Regions from separate parts of the Mus musculus genome. Here region 1 is linked to region 2. The links are chromatin contacts, called in public HiChIP or PLAC-seq maps. All regions are on one chromosome and are shown on one strand. The core of a region is the stretch at or near the end of the contact, and the rest is flanking DNA. Distances in the headings are between cores, read along the strand shown.

Region 1 (5,693 bases), core at 2,372-4,871, 750 kb before region 2:
TATTCTCCCATTGACCAGGTTCAATTTCACAGCTCATCTGGATTTCATTAGATGCCAGGCTTGCTTGGAAATCTGCAATTGCTTTAATTTTCTATTTCACTTTGTGAACATGAAGCCCAGTCCTCCCTTGTAGAAATATTAAAACAACCTGTCTTTAAAGTAATGTGTAGTCTGAAAGTGCCTTGCTAACCAATTAATCTTTAATATGATAAAAATAGGTTGACTAATGACATTTCCCTTCATCTGATTCCATCATAAATGCCACTCTATTACAAACTTCTATGGTAAATAATGGTTTTCTTTGGAAAAAGGGAACAAGTTAAGTGGGAGCTATATAAAAGTGTATGTTACTTAACTTTCAAATTTAATTAATATTCACAAGTACATATTGAATATCTACCTTGTTCCTGTCTTCTGGAATGGGAATTCTTCAACTTTCTGCTGTGTAAATATGAGAGTTGTAAAAAAATGAGAACACACGTGATTTCAGTTTTCAGAAGAAAATACTACATATATTCAAAACACTTGATTAACCTTATTTGGCCAGTGCTCTGAGAAAAACCCTGGTCCTTAGTTTTCCTCTATGAGAGGTACTATCACCTGTCAGCATGTAGCCTTCTGAGAAGTCTCAGGTCTCCTTTGTACAGGGTTGTTTTGATGCTTTCTTTGATCTGGTATCTGCTTGGGAACACTGAAGATCCTGTTCCCCAATTGGTTCTTGATCCATCATTAAAAATGCTAGCAGCCAAGGAGCTGGGCAGCATAGGTCGGACTTCCAGTTTTCCCACTGGCAGGCTAGCAGATGCAAAGGAAGGAGAAAGAGCCACTAGCCACGTGAGATCTCAAGTGGAATGGCCCTCTGCTGCTTCTGTGACTGGGCCTGGGGTAGCAGGCAGGAAATTAGAGAGCAATGAGCTGAGGGCAGATTTAGGGTACTGAGCTAGGACTAAAAGTAACTTAGCAACCAAAGTTGAGGGCAGATTTGGAGGTGTTGAGCTGAGAATGTAAAGAAGAGCACAATAGCCAAGGAAGGCTTAGCAAACCCGGCCATTGAGCTAAAGCACATCAAAAATAAGCTAATGTGTGTGTCTTTCGTCTGCAGATACAAGGGAAACCAGGCAGGGCTGAAAGCTGTCTGACACACACAATAAAGATTGGAGAAAGTAAATTAAATACTTACTTGCACATCTTCCGGGGTAGGGAAGTGTCCAATAAAATTAACCTTTTTATTTTTATATGCACTAAGATAGATGCTGCTATTGTCACTCAATTGTCAATTTGAGAAACTTAAGACGAAAGTTAGTAAATTTCAATAAAATTTATTTAAATGATCCATTAATAGAACTATCCAAATAAATACATTCTGAATGAAGCACTACAACAATTTTCTGGTATCATGAACATAGACAACTGCAATGGAAATACAAAGCACTATGACACTGGGGAAGATTGAAACTGATGAATACTTTCACCTTGATTTAGCTATACTTAAACAAGGGTGGTTAATAAAAATGGGAGTATCTCCCAGAAAACACAGAGAAGCAGGGTTCCAAGTCCTAGTTTGAGGTTCACTATCCTCTTTATATGTCACAATAATTTATCAGTACCTTTAGCGAAATGAAAGAGGAGACGACTGTGAGGTGTTATATTTTTTTTAAATCTCTTGTGTTCTAAGAGACTGACACTTTTTTCTAGACCTCACAGCCAGAGTTAATACTACACTATGAGTTCACTTACGATTTAAGACTGCTATCCCATTGGGTTCTCAGTTGTTTGTTTAACCTGCCATTAAGAGACCCTGGGAACCACCAGCCTTACCTGCCTGGATTCCTCTGTGTAATCAGCTCTACCACCTAAGCTAATGACTAATTTTAATTTTAAATTGTGTATTCATCTATGTCCCTGACCCAGAGAGCAATGCATATGGATATGTGTGAGTGTTATGGTAATAGTTTGCTGAAAACAGCAGACAGAGTGAAATTGACCTTATCCAACAAATATCTACCATAAATATTGGGGAAAGCATATGGAAGATGCTTGATAACACAATGTTTGCAGTAGTGAGTTCTTTGGGGTCAGTTGAAGTAAATAACTTAATCCCTTGTTTAAAAAGCAACTGTTAAAGATTTCTGTAAAGCATCATTCCTCTCCCATGTGGTAGTCTCTCTGCCGTCCAATAACCGGAGAACAAAGTTTTTGTTAAGAGACTCACTCAGAGCAAACACAGACAGGTTACAGAAAGGCCAGCTACAAACTACAGACAGATGGAAAGCATAGGGAGAAATGGAAAATTCGAACTTGGACTCACTCTTGGGCAAATGAACCCAGGAAGAAGTCTGAAATTTCATCCCTTAATTTGACATGGAGGGTACAGAGACCTGTGATTCTGAGAAGGTTAACAGGACATGAGAAACACCATAACTCCAAATGCTGTCCTTTAATTATGAAGCAACAGGCACAATTATGTGACTGTAAAAGACCATGGAAAGCAAAGATACTCTTAGGTCCATCTTGGGAATAATAGTCTTCCATCCTGAAGTCTTAGCTTATGATACAGCAGAGGGTTGAGACCCACCCTACCCCTGTTTCCCGAGGGGATACCAGAAAGTCTGTACATTCATCAATCATAAGTCAATTATTTTCTATTAATTGTTTTGACTGAAGGTGAAAATAACGTGGCAATATTCACCTACTTAAAGAACTCAAGGCATTAGCATACAGATGTGCCAAGATAAGGTTTGATCAAAAAAAAGGTATTTCTGAAATATTTTCCTTTACAGGATAAATCAGATTAGTAATCAATTAGGAGTTAAAATCAGGTTTGCATCCATCACCAGCAGAGAATGATGGAGGAGAAGCATGGAATCAGTAGATGGAAGGCCTTTTGAATATCTATCTCTTTCTTACTTTCCTTTGCAATACTGGGGTTAACCCAGAATGTTAGGCATAAGAGACACATTTTTTTTTCCCCAATGAGCCAGGGCCCTGTTCAAATAATTCACAAGTGTCAATCTAGAATATAAGAACTAACTTCATCTTTCTAAACAGGAGTTTGATGATGGGCTAATTCAAGCAGTAATACTTCCTGCCTGCAGACCAGAAGTGGCCTGACTCAGGACAGCTATGCCTAAAATATCTCTAGTAAGGAATCCACAAAAGAGCAGTTCCCTGTAAGGCCACAGCAGGTCACCAGAGTAAAGCCATATTGTCCCCTGAGCCCCCAGAGTTCTCTTCACTGCCTCCTCCCAGGCAAAGCTACTCTGTTGGTGCTCAAAGGGGCTAAAAAACATTCACAGCCTGGGGATGCTGCAAACTGAAGGGTTGCTGAAGAAGCTGGTATTTAGCTCTCAGCCTTGCCAGCATCAGGAGTGGAGCAGCTGTGAGTTTTCCAGGGTTTTTTATTTTATTTTTTCAATTTTTTTTTACAACTTCTTCCCTTCAGCAAGAAAGATTTGTTGTTTCCCTGCCAGACTCCTGCTACATTTGTCTGTTTATTAGCTTAGCTGCATACTCTGTCTAGTAGCCAAGATCGTCATGGCGATAGCCACTTGTTTACAATCTGTGTTTAAATAAATTAACTCCCAGTCAATTATCAGCTACATATCTTTATTTCAATAGAAACTCCGACATCACAGAAGACAGGCCTCTTAGTGGAGGTAATCCCAGACAACAAGAATGACCAGCACAGAAGATGAAAGGAACATTGCAGGACCATTTCCCAAATCAAAGGAAAAAGAAATCTATTGTAAAAAGGGATGTTATTTTCACAGTTTCCCTCCCTCCACCCTCCCTCCTTCCCTCCCTCCCTCCCTCCATCCACCTTCCCTCCTCTCTTTCTCTCTCCCTGTAAGCAAGGTTGCTAGGAATCCAGATCTACTTTTTCATAGCAATTTAGCACCACACGATCCTGCAGATCTTTAGCTGAGTCAAAGGACTATCATCAAACTACTTAGAAAGACAGCAAGATTTAGACTAGCAGTCACAGGGATTGGTTCTTATCTCTTACAGAGACAAAAGACCAGTTCTCTAAAACATGTGAAGCACAGGCTTCTTTATATCATTAATAGTTTCTGAAAATATTCAATAATTTCTTACAATGTCTTTGAAGAAAATGCATGGGAGTAAAAAGGAATATAGAAATCACTCTATCAATCTGGTATTATAAAATATTTTCCATAACTGTTACACCCTCATTAATGTATTTATCACTACTTTATAATAGCAAAATAAGCATATTACTCACAAGCCATTGAGCCTCAACCATGAGTAGACCTCATGTGATGTAAACACTGGTTAAGTACTATTGGGAACCTTTCTGACAACATTGAAGTCATTTAAGAATACCTATTCCACTGTTATTTTTTCAAGATTTAAGAGAGCTAGAATGTTAATGCTTACAAAATTATGGTTTTACTCTCAAGATTAAATTTGCATTTCTTGTTGCAAAGCATTTTACCAATCTTCTCAATCTAAGCTCCAAGTCCAGAATGGAAAGAAGGGCCTGAGACTCCCCAGATTATGTTTCCACTGTCACAACTGTTTCTTCTTTAGGCTTTCTTAATAGGGAACGTCTGTAAACACTGAAAGATGCTGTCTCTCTCTCTCACTGATCACCCTTCTGCCTGTCCTCCCTGCAGTGGCGCTGAGACCACCTGGCAGTATTTCCAGCGCTGCAGCACTATTCCAAACCTGCTAGGGCCACCCCTGGGCCAGCCTTTCCTGCTCCCTATGTGAAGTCTTTGCTCTCAGGCCTCAGCCAGGGTTACTGCCAACACTCATTGGATATCAGTTAAAGCCAACTCCACTGGTCATTTCCTTCCAAAGTCCAAGTGTTGGTAGTGTTTCCTGTTGTCTCCCTTCTGTTGCCTGGGACCTCAATGTCAATTTAAAGGGCTCATTTGACATTTTCTAGAGCCACAGGAGCTTCTGGCATAATAAATGATTCCTTTAAATACTGTATTCAGATAGGTAGTGTGGTTGCCTTCTCCCTGGGCAGGAGGACTGTGATAACTCTCCTAGAGAGTTAGAGTAGTTGCCACTGTCTTTACTTCACATACCTAACATTTGCTTAACCTTTTGGTAGAATGGAAGAAACCCTGGGACTTGAACTCAGAATTCAAGCTTCAATGCCAGTAATGTTCCTGCAGAAATTCTTTGCACCTATAAAATATGCAAAGTACTTTAAAAACTACCCTGACAGTCAAACCTTTAAAAAGAATATGGGAGATACCCTGGGAAACATGGATATTTAGAGCAGATCTTCTGTATTATGCAAACTCTAAGTTAATTTTCATATCAAGACTCTCTAGTTGCAATCACTCCTGACAATAGGTTGAGATGTATACCCATTAGAGCAGCAATGCCTCACAGAAAGGGATCTTGTTGAAACAGGTCCTAACCAAAATGTGTGCTTCTTGTTGCCTTTAAAACTCAAAAAGCATAAACATGGTAAAATGTCTTCTCTCCCATCCCTGCTTTGCCAGGCACTCCTATGCATGAACAGAGAGCATGGAAGTGACCAGTAAGAATGGAGACAGACATGGAAGTATCCAGTAAGAACGGAAGCATACAACCTTATTAAAAAATGGGATACAAAGCTAAACAAAGAATTCTCAATTGAGGAATATCGAATAGGTGAGAATTACCTAAAAAAAAAAAAAGTTCAACATCCTTAATCATCAGGGAAATGCAAA
Region 2 (5,689 bases), core at 1,846-4,345:
TTTCCCTGGAAGCCTAGAGTTATCCTCAGCCCTAGTTAAGGGCAGCCCTGGAAAGGAAGTCTGCTGTACTCAGCTGGTTCCATGCTCCCAGCCTCTCAGTTCTCCCCCATGAACTCTCATGCTCAGACAGAGGAAGAGTGCTTTCATCATTACATTAGTTAAAGAAGAATCTATGCTGTTATGGAAAAAAATCTCTAAAATAATGGCTTTAATAAGATAAAAGCTTATTTTCCCTCAAAAAGAAAAGCAAGAAGTCTAGATTCGTGAGACACTTAGTTCCATGAGGTCATTGGAGACCCAGCTTCCTTCTTCTTGCTCCATTACCTCAAGACTTTTGTCCTCATCAGTATTCTCCAGACTGGCTCGCTGTGATCCCTGCAATACAGATAGCAGGGAGGAGGAGGAGCCAGAAATGGAGACCATCCAAGACAGGCAGTTTCCTCTTTGGCAAGCGATACAAGTTTCATATCACACCTTCCCACTCTCTCATAGCACAAGCATCTCACTTTTTCTCTCCGATTCTGAAGCATCTTGCTTACCAGAGAAGTACTTTTAACTTAGGAATAGAAAAATATCCAGACAAGTCCTGATTAAGGGCTATGGCACAGTCCAAATGCCCAGCAAGCAGAGAAGGTGTGACAGTAAGAGCAGGGAGCATGCTGGTCACATCACATCTGCATGCAGGAGGCAGAGAGTAAATAAGAAGCAGGGCTGGGCTGTCAAGCCTCAAGATCCAGCCCCTGTGACCCATTTCTTCCAGCAAAGCTCCACATCCCAAGTATTCCACAGCCTTCTCAACCTTCTGCACCAATCAGAGAGAAGTGTTCAAATGCATGTGCCTGTGGGCACTTTCCATATTCTGACTACGGCACTTTTGAGGCACTTGACATATAAAGGCAGACAGAAAGGACCTGTGATCCAGAATAAACCTTTTCCCCCATAAGTTGATTTTGTCAGAGTATTTTATCACAGCAACAGGGGAAAAAATTTAAACCGTAAGCAATAACAAAACTGAATTAATAAAGATTAATAAAAATACATTTGTGTTGAGACATAGTGACACCCTTATAAGGACTGGAGAACTCCAGTTCTGATTCTCTATATTAAAAGTGAACTGTGTGTCCCGTCTGGCAAAGGGGTTGAAGCCTCAGTTGAGTTCTGCAACACGTGATGCTGCGGGCTCCTTAGCAACCTGCTACACTTGCTTTATGCTTTAATATTTCCAGAGCAAGAGGGAGCACTGCTGTGATGATTTCACAAAGACAGAGCAGACCTACTGCTCAGTAAACTTGGCTTAAAAACTGGCTGGACTGCATTCTTAACATAAATAGAGAGGCTGACCGACCTTATAAGCCTACTGGCCTTAGAAGCCAGAAGGCATTCTTCTAACCCCTCCCCCAAAGAGCTGCACTTTTCTCTCATTGGAAGTACATGTCAGGCCTCTACTCATAGACCTGGAAAATATAAGCAGTTTTCTGAGTCTCAGAACTATGCTCATGAGCAGACAGATTACAAAGTGAAACTGTATATGTGCTTGAATCAGAGTATTGTGGGGGAGCTGTGGCTAGAATGTTTTTATACAGCCTACTGAACTTTGCAAACTACGATGCACTGAGTGATTTGAATTTAGAATAAATTGGCTTTGAAGATTTCGTTGAGAATACATTAGTTCCAGAAGCAAAGTAAAAATGAAAATATTTCATTTTAAAGATTTTACTTTTACTCCAGAAATTTGGTCATAGAAACAAATTAAGTATTCAGATGTCAATCGTGCCGCCATTGTACTAACAGGATTGCCAGCATCTGTATGTAAACCTCTCTAATTAGCTGAATTGTGTAATCCAAAAACAAACAGTATAATGTGGAGTGAAAATTTCCAGTGTGTTCCCATGAATTAGCATAAGCAATGTCAGAAAGGCCAATTTCTTGGTCTTTCTTTCCACAACAGATATCCCTGATTTTAGATTAGAATTTGATGAATTAGCAAAATCATGGAGAAACCTAGGAACAGGTATGGTTGGGAGAAGGAGAAGAACTGGTATGAGTTGAGACCATTCTTATTTGCAAGAAACAATTCTGGCCTCAAAGTCAGAGATCCACCTGCCTGAGTGCTTGGACTAAAAGTGTATACCACCATTCAGAGCAAGAAACAATACTTAAACTAGGTTAGGTTAACAATAGATTTATTGACTAGAAATCTGCATGGCTGCAAGTCAAACAAGATCTAAGCCCACCCTGACACGAGCTAGGCAACCCATTGGGATTACCATTCCCAGGTTCAGGACCATCTCAGTCTAAGCTGTAGTGTGGAGACTGGCAGCTGTGATTCATAGAGAAGAGAAAACATTGCAAGGAAGAGACCTGATTAACTTAGGTTTCATGCACAGCAGGAAACTGCTCACTGGAGAGTTCTTGTATTCACCCCTGAGTCAGGCAGGTCTGGATGCTAACTCTACTAGGGTACAAGAGAAGTAGAAGTGGAAAGGTCGCTTACCTTTGTTACCAGCAGAAAAGAAGAAAAACTGGGTAACCACACACCCGGCTAGTCACATCGCTTCTCTTTCTTTAAGAGGCAGAAAGGAAAGGAGGGAGGGAGAAATGAGAATGATGGAAGAGAAGCGCCTTAGAGTCAAAATTAAATTTTTTTCTCTTTATTTGAAGTGTAAAATGAGGACTTTTTTCTTTATTTACAGAGACATGCATATATATTGAAACTAGAAGCAGAAAGATATCTGCACAGAATTTATAGGTATCCAGTTTTATTTCACATTAGCTTTTAGAGAAAGGTAGGTAGGTAAACAAAATAAGGGCCTTAAAATATCCATGTCATCACCCCTGGAATCTGACTATGCCATCTTCCATGCTGTCTTAGGATCTTGGCCATGGCAACTCTTATAAAGGAAAGCATTTCATTGGGGCTGGCTTACAGTTCAGAAGTTTAGTCCATTTCATCACGGTGGGAAGCATGGTGGCCTGCAGACAGATGTGAAGCTGGAGAGGGAACTGAAAATTTTACATCTGAATCAGTATGCAGCAGGAAGAGAGAGTGAGCCACTGGGCCTGTCTAGAGCTTTGAAACCTCAAAGCCAACTCTCCTCCTCCCTCCCTCCCCCATCCAGTGACACACTTCCTCCAACAAGGCCATGCCTACTTCCTATTAGCGCCCCTTCCTATGAACTTATGGGGACACTTTCATTCAAACCACCACACAGGACAAAGAGACTTTGAAAATGTGACTTAGGATACTTGGTCACATACAAGCAAAAATCACCTGGATTATTCAGGCAGACCCAGATCGATCTCTGCCATATTTAAAAAAAGACAATGATGAAGGAGGTCACATAGACATGTGGGTTTTGAACATGGGGAAAGAGTTCTAGGAGTTAGCCATGCAGATGATGTCTGACACAGGAAAAGCAAGAAGACATTGTCTTCTAGACTAAAGCTTTCAGAAAGGAACCTGGTTCTGCCAGCCCAATGAGACCCATTGGTCAGACTCCAGTCTACAGCTGAGAGAAAATAGATAATGTGTGTTATCTTCTGTCTTAGAGTTTGTGGTGACTTGCTATTGTACTGATAGAAAACTAACCTAAGGAGGCACAAACATAGATATAGGATTTTATTAAGAAAACACACAACACACAAAATCTGTATCATTTGCTTCTGGTGACAAACTGCAAAGTAGCTAAGCTCAGACCTTATTAGAGGATTCTTTGGTAAAAGAATATTATGTGAGGTATAAATTATACCATGTTCACAAGAGGTGTCAAAAGGTCAGTGGACAACTTTAGTTTTTTTGTTTGTTTGTTTGTTTGTTTTCTCTACTGACTCTTCTTCAAAACAGCCTATGTTGTGGGGAAAACTTTTAAAAGTTATTAAATCCTACAATAATTATACCTTCCCTTGGAGAACTTGAAGGTGCTTGTGTTAACAGGCTTAGGAGGGCAGGAGCCCTGATCAGGTAGACAACAGCCAAATGGGCTGTTGAGTTATGAGAGGACAGAGAGACTCAGAGGCATACACACCACCATTCTGAGCCGCCTGAGGAGCCCCCTAATCTTCAAGGACCTTGACTCAGGCCAAAGTGGGATTCATGGCTCAAATGAAATAGTGATATAACAATAATAATAATAATAATAATAATAATAATAATAATAATAATAATAATAATAATAATATAACAATATCAAGCCTAGTAGAGTTGGGAGTTTCCATTAAAGATAACATAATCCAGATTTTAAGCATAAGGGTTAGGAGAATAAGAGGCAATCATAAAGAAAGACATATCCAAGTGCATCTATTTATAATATATCCAACTCATACATGTTATTTCAGTGGCTCTCAAGCTACCTCTCAGTGACTAAGAAACCATTTCCTCTCTCTCTCTCTTTCTCTCAATGTGACAAGTGAGATGGATCAAGAATTACAAGATAAGGTAAAAGCAAAACTAACTAGGTTTGCACAACGGGTTTAGAACATGTACTCTCCCTGTAAATGGCCTTTCTGCTGGGATACCTGAAGGGAATTCCTAGGAAGGAATGCAGGACTTAAGTAGCTGTTAGTCGTGCTAAAATTCTTGTTTCTCTACTGGCCAGGTTCCTCTGTGAGGGACTCCTCTCTCTTCTCATGTCCCCATACATTTCCAGTCTTTCTAACCAGCAACAAGGCAAGAAGGCACTGTATAAGTCTGAATTCACACGTGTGGCTAGACTGGCATGTAAGCCTTTCTTCTGTCAGGTTCCAGGGGATTCCAAGAGTCATGCTTGGGACCTGGGCAAACAGTGACAGTGGGAATTATCCCTGTCCCTCAGGGAATTTACATGTGAATAAAACTCAGCTAGGACTATAAGGAGAGAATGGACGCCCTGAGAAGAGGAGGCTCTTGTTCAAATGTCAATAAATAGCCTCATTAGTCAGGCTAGATAGACTTTTAAAAACAAAACAAATAAACAAAAACAAAAACAAAAAAACAGAATAAAGAGCCATCCTGTAAGCCTGCGAGAGAGCCGTCCTGTACGCCTCAGAACCATCCTGTACACCCGGGCTATGGTGTCCTCAGCTCTGGGTCTCCTGAGGGTGGGAGCTTCATTTGTTCTATGTATTCTTCAGTGCCTGGCATTGGACTCCTGGTGGTGGTAACACATGGATTGTTCCACCTTCAAGAGATGCCTGGGTTCTTGCTTGGCTTGGAGCCATCCTAACAGAGCTACCTTGAACCTCTTCACTAACCGATCGGTTCCAGAGCCTGCCCTCCTTTGGTCTCTCAGTGTATACCAGCTGCTTAAACTGAGCCATGATCCTTACTGATGCTATGAAGATGCACGGCAGTGAGTGCTTTTCTCCAGGGGATGGCATGACATTATATGGCAAAGACATGAAGGTGATAGAGGAGGAAACTTTAGTACTGTGTATATTGTATCTCCTTCTTTTAAAAATTGTTATTTGATGTGTCTACATGAGTATATATGTGTGTACACTACATGCATGCAGTGTCTATAGCCATGTGGGTGCTGATAACTGAACCTGTGTCTTTTCACAAGCAAATGTTTGCACTGCTGAGGAACCTCTCTGGTCCCTATCTCATTCTTAAAGTGAAAACAAGAAATTCTTCCCTCCAACTCCTGGGCCTCTGCACCAACTGCTCTCAGGGCTTCAAATGCCCTCCATAAAATTTTACAATTTCCATTTG

What was found. HiChIP or PLAC-seq counts read pairs in DNA pulled down with a chosen protein or histone mark.
Region 1: a contact with region 2 is called in a RAD21 HiChIP or PLAC-seq map of pro-B cells, with 21 times the contacts expected there. The contact joins two enhancer-like sites. A contact is called at or near these places in 1 of 39 promoter capture datasets (the C10 cell line), 1 of 15 datasets of contacts at CTCF or cohesin (pro-B cells), 30 of 484 Hi-C or Micro-C datasets (B cells, the Ba/F3 cell line, the CH12 cell line and 19 more) and 2 of 115 datasets of contacts at active chromatin or transcription factors (astrocytes and large pre-B cells).

The regions. Positions count from the first base shown.
Region 1 is chr8:81,810,104-81,815,796 of GRCm38.p6, reverse strand. The region is part of intron 7 of Inpp4b (inositol polyphosphate-4-phosphatase, type II); the gene reads right to left. Among named protein-coding and RNA genes, the nearest start is that of Gm25267, 340 kb to the left of the region's middle. Within about 2 kb of position 3,621, at least 48 of the 459 cell types and tissues checked have an H3K27ac peak or open chromatin away from gene starts, as enhancers often do. A contact at or near this core is called in pro-B cells, where this site is marked.
Region 2 is chr8:81,064,362-81,070,050 of GRCm38.p6, reverse strand. No RefSeq gene overlaps it. Among named protein-coding and RNA genes, the nearest start is that of Gm9725, 35 kb to the right of the region's middle. Within about 2 kb of position 3,095, at least 4 of the 459 cell types and tissues checked have an H3K27ac peak or open chromatin away from gene starts, as enhancers often do. A contact at or near this core is called in pro-B cells, where this site is marked.